Regions from separate parts of the Zea mays genome. Here regions 1 and 2 are each linked to region 3. A link is a contact called in public Hi-C data. All regions are on one chromosome and are shown on one strand. Each heading gives the region's core, a stretch centred on a gene start, on an enhancer-like site or on the middle of the called end of the contact. The rest is flanking DNA. Distances are from core to core; before and after follow the strand shown.

The links. Hi-C and Micro-C count contacts between places; a contact is called where the count stands out from the background.
Region 1: a Hi-C map of leaf shows a contact between it and region 3, with 5 times the contacts expected there. The contact joins the promoter of LOC100194213 here to the promoter of LOC103648441 in region 3. A contact is called at or near these places in 4 of 25 Hi-C or Micro-C datasets (ear, leaf and tassel).
Region 2: a contact with region 3 is called in a Hi-C map of leaf, with 5 times the contacts expected there. The contact joins the promoter of LOC100501109 here to the promoter of LOC103648441 in region 3. A contact is called at or near these places in 5 of 25 Hi-C or Micro-C datasets (ear, leaf, root tip and 1 more).

What each region holds. Positions count from the first base shown.
Region 1 is chr2:16,607,157-16,609,856 of Zm-B73-REFERENCE-NAM-5.0, forward strand. LOC100194213 (Rho GTPase-activating protein 3) reads right to left here and starts at 1,277. Exons shown (of 5, transcript NM_001359431.1): 1 at 796-1,277. The coding sequence starts at 1,187.
Region 2 is chr2:16,913,953-16,916,780 of Zm-B73-REFERENCE-NAM-5.0, forward strand. LOC100501109 reads left to right here and starts at 1,264. Exons shown (of 4, transcript NM_001195925.1): 1 at 1,264-2,039; 2 at 2,137-2,475; 3 at 2,605-2,808. The coding sequence starts at 1,401.
Region 3 is chr2:16,761,660-16,764,359 of Zm-B73-REFERENCE-NAM-5.0, forward strand. It overlaps LOC103648441, which reads right to left and starts at 1,388. Exons shown (of 10, transcript XM_035965045.1): 1 at 911-1,388. The coding sequence starts at 1,204.

The sequences.
Region 1 (2,700 bases), core at 27-2,526, 150 kb before region 3:
CCAACAACCTAAAAGTACCGTGCGAACCCATTTGGTAAATGGAAAAAGACAAAAACAACAGAGACCATATTTGATCCAAGTACAAATGAACATACCCCAAAATAAAAGATAGGTTAGAAGATTCTGTAGCCCATGTTGCCAACCACCTCAAACAGCCTTGTTGTTTCAAGCTCAAGCACATGGGCAAATCAAGTTTGGCGACAAAATTCATTTGGGCTGAATATACCATTAGCCATGTAAGAATATCCTATATAATTTTTTTGATAAGCACGCATTTATCTTCAGAACTATATGCCCTCAGAATAGATATTCAGAATCTCTTCTATGCCAGGTGCAGAAAGTAAACAATCCAAGATAACTAAATTCCCATCTGTACTTCCTGATACAGAAAGCAACAACTCGTAGTACTTTAAAAGTACTGCCTCTCGTCTCTCTCTCTCCACGAGATCAACTTGTCCAGTTACTACTAATTAATTCGGAACCCTCAGCTAACCACCTTGTTACAGAACTGTATCATTGCTAAACACAGAGAAAAACAAAAATACAGCTCACTTTCGTCAGCTTGCTTAGGAGCGTCCGCTGAAAACAGTGTGCGCCTAAACTTGTAGAACTGAATTTAGGAACACGCCCATTTTTTCGCGTAGCGTCTTTGTGGACAACGGGCACTTCATCAGAAAGCTACAGTTCCGTCACGGAAGCAGTCGGGAAAAACTAAGGCACACAAAGTTACAGCTGAAGCGAAAATCGAAGCGTAATCACCCGCACGGCAGCGGCAGCGGCGACTGGCGAGCTCACCTGGCACTCGGCGTGCGCCGCGGCACTTCGGGTTCGAGGTCCGCGGGGAGGCCGAGGAAGCCACCAAAGCGGTCGAAGGTGACGTGCGAGACGTGGTGCACGTCCGTGGGCCGCCCGATCTCGATCCCGCCCTCCTCCTCGTCGTCGTCGTCGTCGATATCCACGGCGCCAGCGCTGCACATCACCAGCGACCTCCGCAGCGCGCCCACGACGGCGCTCACCAGCCCTCCCCCTCCCCTCCCTGGCCGGAGCATCATCGGCGGCGAGGCCGTCCCCTCGCTCGCCATCTCGTCATACTCCTCCTCGTTGTCGTCGTCGTCGTCCTCCTCCTCGTCGTCGTCGGAGCGCGCGGGAGAGATCTGGAGCCCGAAACGCATCTGGAACGGCGCCATGGCGCGCCGCGGCGGCTGGTTCCGTTGCGCGCTTGCTGAGTCGCTCGCTCAGCTCGGGAGGCGGGGGCGGGGCGGGGCGGGGCTGTGGCGGTGGCGGCCCAGGTAGTTTTTCCTCGCGAGGTCGCCTTTGCTAGCCTCGCGGCTTTTATACCCGGCTTCAAACGAGGTCCTCACTAATCCCCCTGCTTTACCCCCATCAGCTTACGAGTACCTGCCTGGTTGATTGATGATTAATCCCACGGTGTTACCGCTGCCCTCGCGGCCTCGCTGATTTTGAAACGCGCGGGGGAAAAGCGGTCGGAGTGGTTGGGTTGTGGCGGGATTATTAAAAACCCTGGGCGTTGGTTAGTGGAGCGGAGTGGAGTGGGGTGGGCCGGTGGGGAGCAGCGGGTGTGGGCTGGTTGCCTGGCTCTGGTTCTGGCTCATTGGCTCTGGCCGTGCCCGATCCGTCTGCGGGTGGGTGCGCGTGCGTGGCTGGTGGTGCCTGCGTCTGCGCGAGCGAGGCGACGAGAGATCTTTACAGGCTGGGTTAGGCGGACGCCAGGGCCACTTGTGGTTATTACAGCCAGAGTCCAGGTCCATGCCCGCACGACTGCGGGTGCGCGTGCGGGTGGAGCCGCGCCGCGATGCAATGCAGCGGCCGCCTCGCTGCGCGGGTCAGGAGACTCAGGACCCAGGACCCATGAATGGTGTGTGGCATACGCGCGCGCCGGTTTGGTACGCGGGCACCGTGGTACGGCGCAGTTGCCGAGGGTAAATGCGGCGGTCGGGTCGGGTCGGGTCCGGTCGAGGGCTCGGGACCCGGGAGCGTGCCGTGGCCGCGGCCGCGGGTACGGGATCGGGATCGGCGTGTTTATTGTACCCAGCTGATTCTTTCGCGTCCGATCGGGGGAACGACGGAAGGGAAGGGATCACATGCTTTGCCCCCGTGGCAGGCAGGGGGAAAAAAAGGGGCCTCCTCCGTGCCGGCGGGGACACCGGCCGTCCGGGCGCTTCCGTAGATCAGCTACCGCCTACCACCGCCATGTCGCGCCGGCTGCGATCGACGCCTGGCGAGCGCACCAAGTACTGCCAGTACGCGCGTAGTTATTCCCACACAGTGAGCCAGTGGCAGCACAGTGCGCAGCGCGTACTGTGTGATGGGTCGTTTCCGGTGCTGCTCGCCGTACGCCAGCCATGCATGCGCCCCCAGCCCAACCGTAGGACGGGGAGATCGGCGGCGAGTCGTCGAGACACATGCCACGCCACAGCTAGGAGGGACATGGCGATAGGCGCGCGTAGTACATCTATCTATTTCATTGGTGATTACGTGTGCGTGTGTGTGGTGTGGGGTGAGTAATTGTGTGTGTGTGTGTTGCTTTGTGTAAAAGGCAAATCTCAGGACCACCGTGCCACCTTTTGGTCTCGTGTTTATGGCGGTTTTGCGTACTCGCGCTTGCAGCTGTTATTGCCTTGCCTAATCCGGCCTATCTGCCCAGTGCCTAGCGGGAACCCCTCGGGCAACTTCGCGGCA
Region 2 (2,828 bases), core at 14-2,513, 150 kb after region 3:
AAATCATAGAAACGGAATGGCATAAGAACATAGAGCCAAAACTGAGAGTGGAAAAATAACAAATTTTTTGAAGCCATTGGTAAATTTGCCATTATGATTTGTGGGCTTCGCTGACATGCAATTTGTATGTGCCTTTGCCTGCAGCTTGCATGCGCCGTGCGCGGGCGAGGGAGGCGGCGTGCAGTTAGGTCTAGCAAAAAAAAGTTTGAGCTTAATGAGCTAGATTAGGCTTATAGCGACTCGACACTTAGAATGAACCCTAGTTAAGTCTGAACCTGTTTTTGAGGCTCGAGAAAACAGCGAGCCAGCTTGGCTCGGCTCGTTGTGACTCACGATCTGGCTCATGACTCGACTCAACAATAAATTATTGCCTACAATCATAATTAGCATACACTGCTAATACTAAATAGACGATTAATTTTTTGTTATTTGAGATTATTATAAAAAATTAATATATTTTCTATATTACATCAATTTATTTATTTTAATAATTTAGAATATGTTACTTAATTTATTTTAAAATTTTATATTATAATTTAGAGTACGAGTTCAGAGCCAGCCTCTGTGCTAGTGCTAAAAAAGCGAGTCCAGCTAAATTCGACTCGTTACTTGACGGAGCCACATGTACTTGTGGAAGCACTCTTGCTTGCTCTTGTCGTCTTGCATGTGTGGGTGAAGAGAACGACAACAACGACACAAGTGCTGCTTTTAGTGTGTTCGCTTAGCTTTATTTTTATAGTATTTTGTCTTTAAAGATTATAGTTGTAACGATTTAAATAGCTAATTTTATGTTATGTTAGATTGTTAGTAAAGATAAGCACAAATAATTAATTTATAGAATATAAGCGCACGCACGCATCGGAAAAAGCACAAACCAGATACGACTCCTAGGCGTTATTTGATTCGAATTAAAGTCAGTTGATAATTCATCGGGACAAAAATATTGACCGATGCGAATTAAAGACAATTGAACAAAACCGTAGCACCGACAAGTGGACCCGCAAAACAGTGACACAACAAAACCAATAGTGATGGGGATAGATCCCACAGGAGAGAGACAGACGCGTTTCAGATCGTGCGGCGCGGCCACAGCCAGCAAAACCACGGTGTTGTTTAGCATTTGTCTTTTCTTTTAATCGGGCGCGGCCACGCGGCCGACTTCACTTTCCAACGGAGTACAAGTCCAGAACCAGAAGTATAGGTACCAAACCAAACGCGCACTACGGTGCTCACCGCTGACCATGGACTCGCCACCGCTCCAACCCACGGTGTTCTCCCTGATACTTGCTCTCGTTCTAGTGTTATACTTGGCGCTCCGGCGCCGCGGCGGCGGCAAGAACCGGAGCTACCCGCCAGTGGCTGGCACCGTGCTGCACCAGCTGTTCAACTTCGGCCGCCTGATGGAGTACCAAACCGCGCTCTCCCGCAGGTACCGTACCTTCCGCATGCTTACCCCGACCTGCAGCTACATCTACACCGTGGAGCCCGCGAACGTGGAGTACATCCTCAAGACCAACTTCGGCAACTACGGCAAGGGGAGCACGCTGCACGAGCTGAGCGAGGACCTCCTCGGCGACGGCATCTTCAACGTGGACGGCGCCAAGTGGCGGCACCAGCGGAAGGTCGCCAGCCACGAGTTCTCCACGCGGGTGCTGCGCGACTACAGCACCGGCGTGTTCCGCGACACGGCGGCGGAGCTCGCGGGCATCGTGGCCGCCGCCGCCGCCGCGGGGGAGAAGCTGGACATGCAGGAGCTGCTGATGCGGTCGACGCTGGACTCCATCTTCAAGGTCGGGTTCGGGGTCAACCTGGGCGTGCTGTCCGGGTCCAGCGAGGAAGGCGCCGCGTTCGCCAAGGCGTTCGACGACGCCAGCGAGCAGGTGCTGCACCGCTTCTTGGACCCGTTCTGGAAGGCCAAGAGGTTCCTGAACTTGTCGTCGGAGGCGGCCATGAAGCGCTCGCTCCGCACCATCAACGACTTCGTCTACGCCGTCGTCGACAGGAAGATCGAGCAGATGGGAAGAGACCAACAGGAATTTGTGAGCCCAGAAGATACTACCTCTCCGTACATGATGGGTGCAGACGGGAGCACGAGAGGAGATGACAGTCCTGACACGGTGACATTTTCCCTGACAGGCCAAGAAAGAGGACATCCTGTCGAGGTTCCTGGTGGAGCGGGAGAGCGATCCCGGCTGCTTCGACAACAAGTACCTGCGGGACATCATCCTCAACTTCGTGATCGCCGGCCGCGACACGACCGCGGGGACCCTGTCGTGGTTCCTCTACGTGCTCTGCAAGAACCAGAGCATCCAGGACAGGATCGCGCAGGAGGTGCGCGCCGCCACCTCGGGCGACGGCGGCGGCCTCGGCGCTCCAGAGCTCGTCGCGTGCCTGACCGAGGACGCCATCAGCAAGATGCACTACCTGCACGCGGCGCTGACGGAGACCCTCCGGCTCTACCCTTCCGTACCCATCGTGAGCTATTCGGAACTCGGCACCTTCCTGGAACACACACTAGTTGGTTGGTCTTGCACCGCACGTCGGCCGTCGGCGGATTGATCGGGTGGTGGATGACTTGGTTGCGGGGCTGCTGCTGTTGCGCAGGACGTCAAGTGCTGCTTTTCGGACGACACGTTGCCGGACGGCTACGCTGTCAAGAAAGGGGACATGGTGAACTACCAGCCGTACCAAATGGGCAGGATGCGGTTCCTGTGGGGCGCGGACGCCGAGGAGTTCAGGCCGGAGAGGTGGCTGGACGACGCCGGCGTCTTCGTCCCCGAGAGCCCCTTCAAGTTCACGGCTTTCCAGGTGAAATCTCACGTTCGACC
Region 3 (2,700 bases), core at 138-2,637:
TGATACAGGAATTCCAAGGTATTTAATGGGGAAGGAGCCTAGAGAGCAACTCAGCATGTTAGCCATCTTTTCTTTCTCAGGCTGTCCTACTCCAAAATGTACACTTCACTCTTATGAAAGTTTACACTTCACTCTTATGAAAGTTGATTTTTAAACCCGATAGCCTTTTGAAGCAGTATAGTATTAATTTAAAATTCAGGATCGACTTTTTGCCGAACCATCAATCATGATCACTGTATCATCCGCATATTGTATGTGAGATAGACCCCCAGGTAAAGTATCCAACATAACCCCCGTAATATGTCCTTTAGAAACCTCAGCTTCCAGAAGCACGCTGAGAGCATCAGCCACCAGATTCAAAAGAGGGGGGGGTAAGGGGGTCTCCCTAAGACCCCTGAAAGTCTTGAAAAACTTACTTCTCTCTCCATTGATATTCACACACACTTTTCCATTTTCCACTGTGCTCGTCGCCATATTATTCCAATTGTCAGGAAAACCCTTGGATTTTAATACTTCAGCTAGAAACTCCCACCTGACTTTATCATACGCCTTTTAAAAATCAATTTTCAAAATTAAACCTTCTTCTTTTTGGCTTTTAAATCATGAATCACCACATGCAGAAGCTAAGAGACTCGATTAGTGATAATCCCACATAAATTGTTTCTCTCCATTCTCCAATAAGTAATCAAGGGACTCAACTATTCTACCTACATGCAAACATCTGATAACTAAGCGTTCCATCTACTAAATAGTTCCAGCTATGATCAGTGCTGGGACGCTGTCTGCTAAACAAAATATCAGGAGGAGCCCTTGATACTGTATCAATACTGAAATTCCAAAAATCGATCAGAAGGCTATAAAAAAATCGATCAGAAGTGCTCAAGTGAAGAGAAAGGGCACAGATGGATACGTTGAGGCGGTGCAGGTCAGACTTAAAGTGCTCGCGCTGCTCCTGTAGCGACTCGAACTCGGAGGCACATGTGTTGCACGTCCACCTGGACCCCGCAGCCTCTGAAAGTTGTTGGTGCTGCTGCTGAGTCGGCGGCGGCCGGGAGGGTTCGGACGGTTCCACCGCGGAGGGGGCCGTGGAGGGGTGAGCCCGGAGAAGAACGGATGAATCGAAGAAGTCAGAGGGGAGTTCAAAGAGCGAGCGAGGGGGCCTCTTCTCTGACGGTGGCGGCAGCGGCAGCGGCAGCGGCGCCATCTAGGAGGAGGAGGAACCTGGCGGCGAAAGGGGAGCGTGGATCCGATGTTCCGGCCTTCCGGGTGGCGTGCGGTTCGTGAGTTTTGTGAGCTGTGAGTCTGTGACTACTTACTAGGGAGACGGCGGGTCGGCTACGATCTCCCCAAGACTGCACGCTGGAGGACCGTTAGATCAGATCGGGGATTAGACTTCGATTACGTCTGGATCGACGCGTATTAATAATAATTAAATCTCTTTTATTCAATTTTGATTAGAAATAAATTAATCTCTTCCAATCCACCGGAATAGATTTAATCTCTTCCAATCCACTTATAACCGAATAAGTCTTTAGAATACGTCAGGGAAAGTTTTTCATCCTCGTCCCTGCAATAAAAAAAGTTTCTCTAGAATCTTACGAACGTTTGTGGGGAACATTTCTTTTACATTCTATTCACCACGTGCGATGGAAGATTTAGGATCAATATCTAAATGAACTACTAGCCTACTAAAATAAGGCTAAAAACTAAATGATCTAATTAATATTTAATATGACATAAATAACATGATACAATTCAAATATCTAAGAAACATAGTCAAATGCCCGTGCTTCGCTACGGTTTTCTGAACAAAATAAATTGTCACGGTTCACGGATACGATTAGGATAAAGCACTGTATAATTAGTATAAATCAGAATGGATTAAAGCTAAACAAATAGGTTATGATGTCTCCAAAAAGACCGGAGTCTTGACGTCCCGTCTTGTATGAGAAGTCATAATTACGCGCGTGTACCATGCATCATGGCTTTGAACCAGGAAGCAATAACAAAATATTCACAAGTCTCGAGCAATATATAACCTAAGAGTTTATTGTGAAATATCTGTGCAGGTTCTGATAGCTCTAATCCGTACAGTCTCATTAGATTGTACAGTATAAATACATCAGCTGTACCACACTGATACACTGCAGCTAAGCCTTGCTCAACCTGGCCAGAAGACAGATTGCTTACATCTTACTAAAGTCATCGACCTAGGTGCCTATGATCAAACTGGAACTTTAACTAATCCTAACGGCAGGCCCTCCTCCTTCCCTGTACTCCCATGGAAATAATCAACAGTGCCCCTGACCAAGGACCGAATTTTCTTTTCTTCCTCTTGCAACAAAGAAACATCAATTTGGCACTGCTCTGCAAAATGCTTCAGCTTGCGGTGAAACCCACTGTGTTCATCCAGACTTCTCATGCTCGTGTTAAGGAATTCTTTGGTTTTGACAATCTTGTGGCCAAGAGTTGCTGTCTTAAAAAAACCAATGTCCATGAATTCAAACAGGATTTTGGTATAGCTCTTCCTCAAAGTCGAACAGTAGCCAGGGCTAGGAGTCCGAGGCTTAAAGTGATGAATCGCAAAACATTTCTATTGCTTTCTAGAGCATAATGTATCCCTTGCTTTTCATCACAGAACAGTTAGAACACAACAACGTTGTGATGAGTGACAGACAAGGTGCACAACTACATGGACCA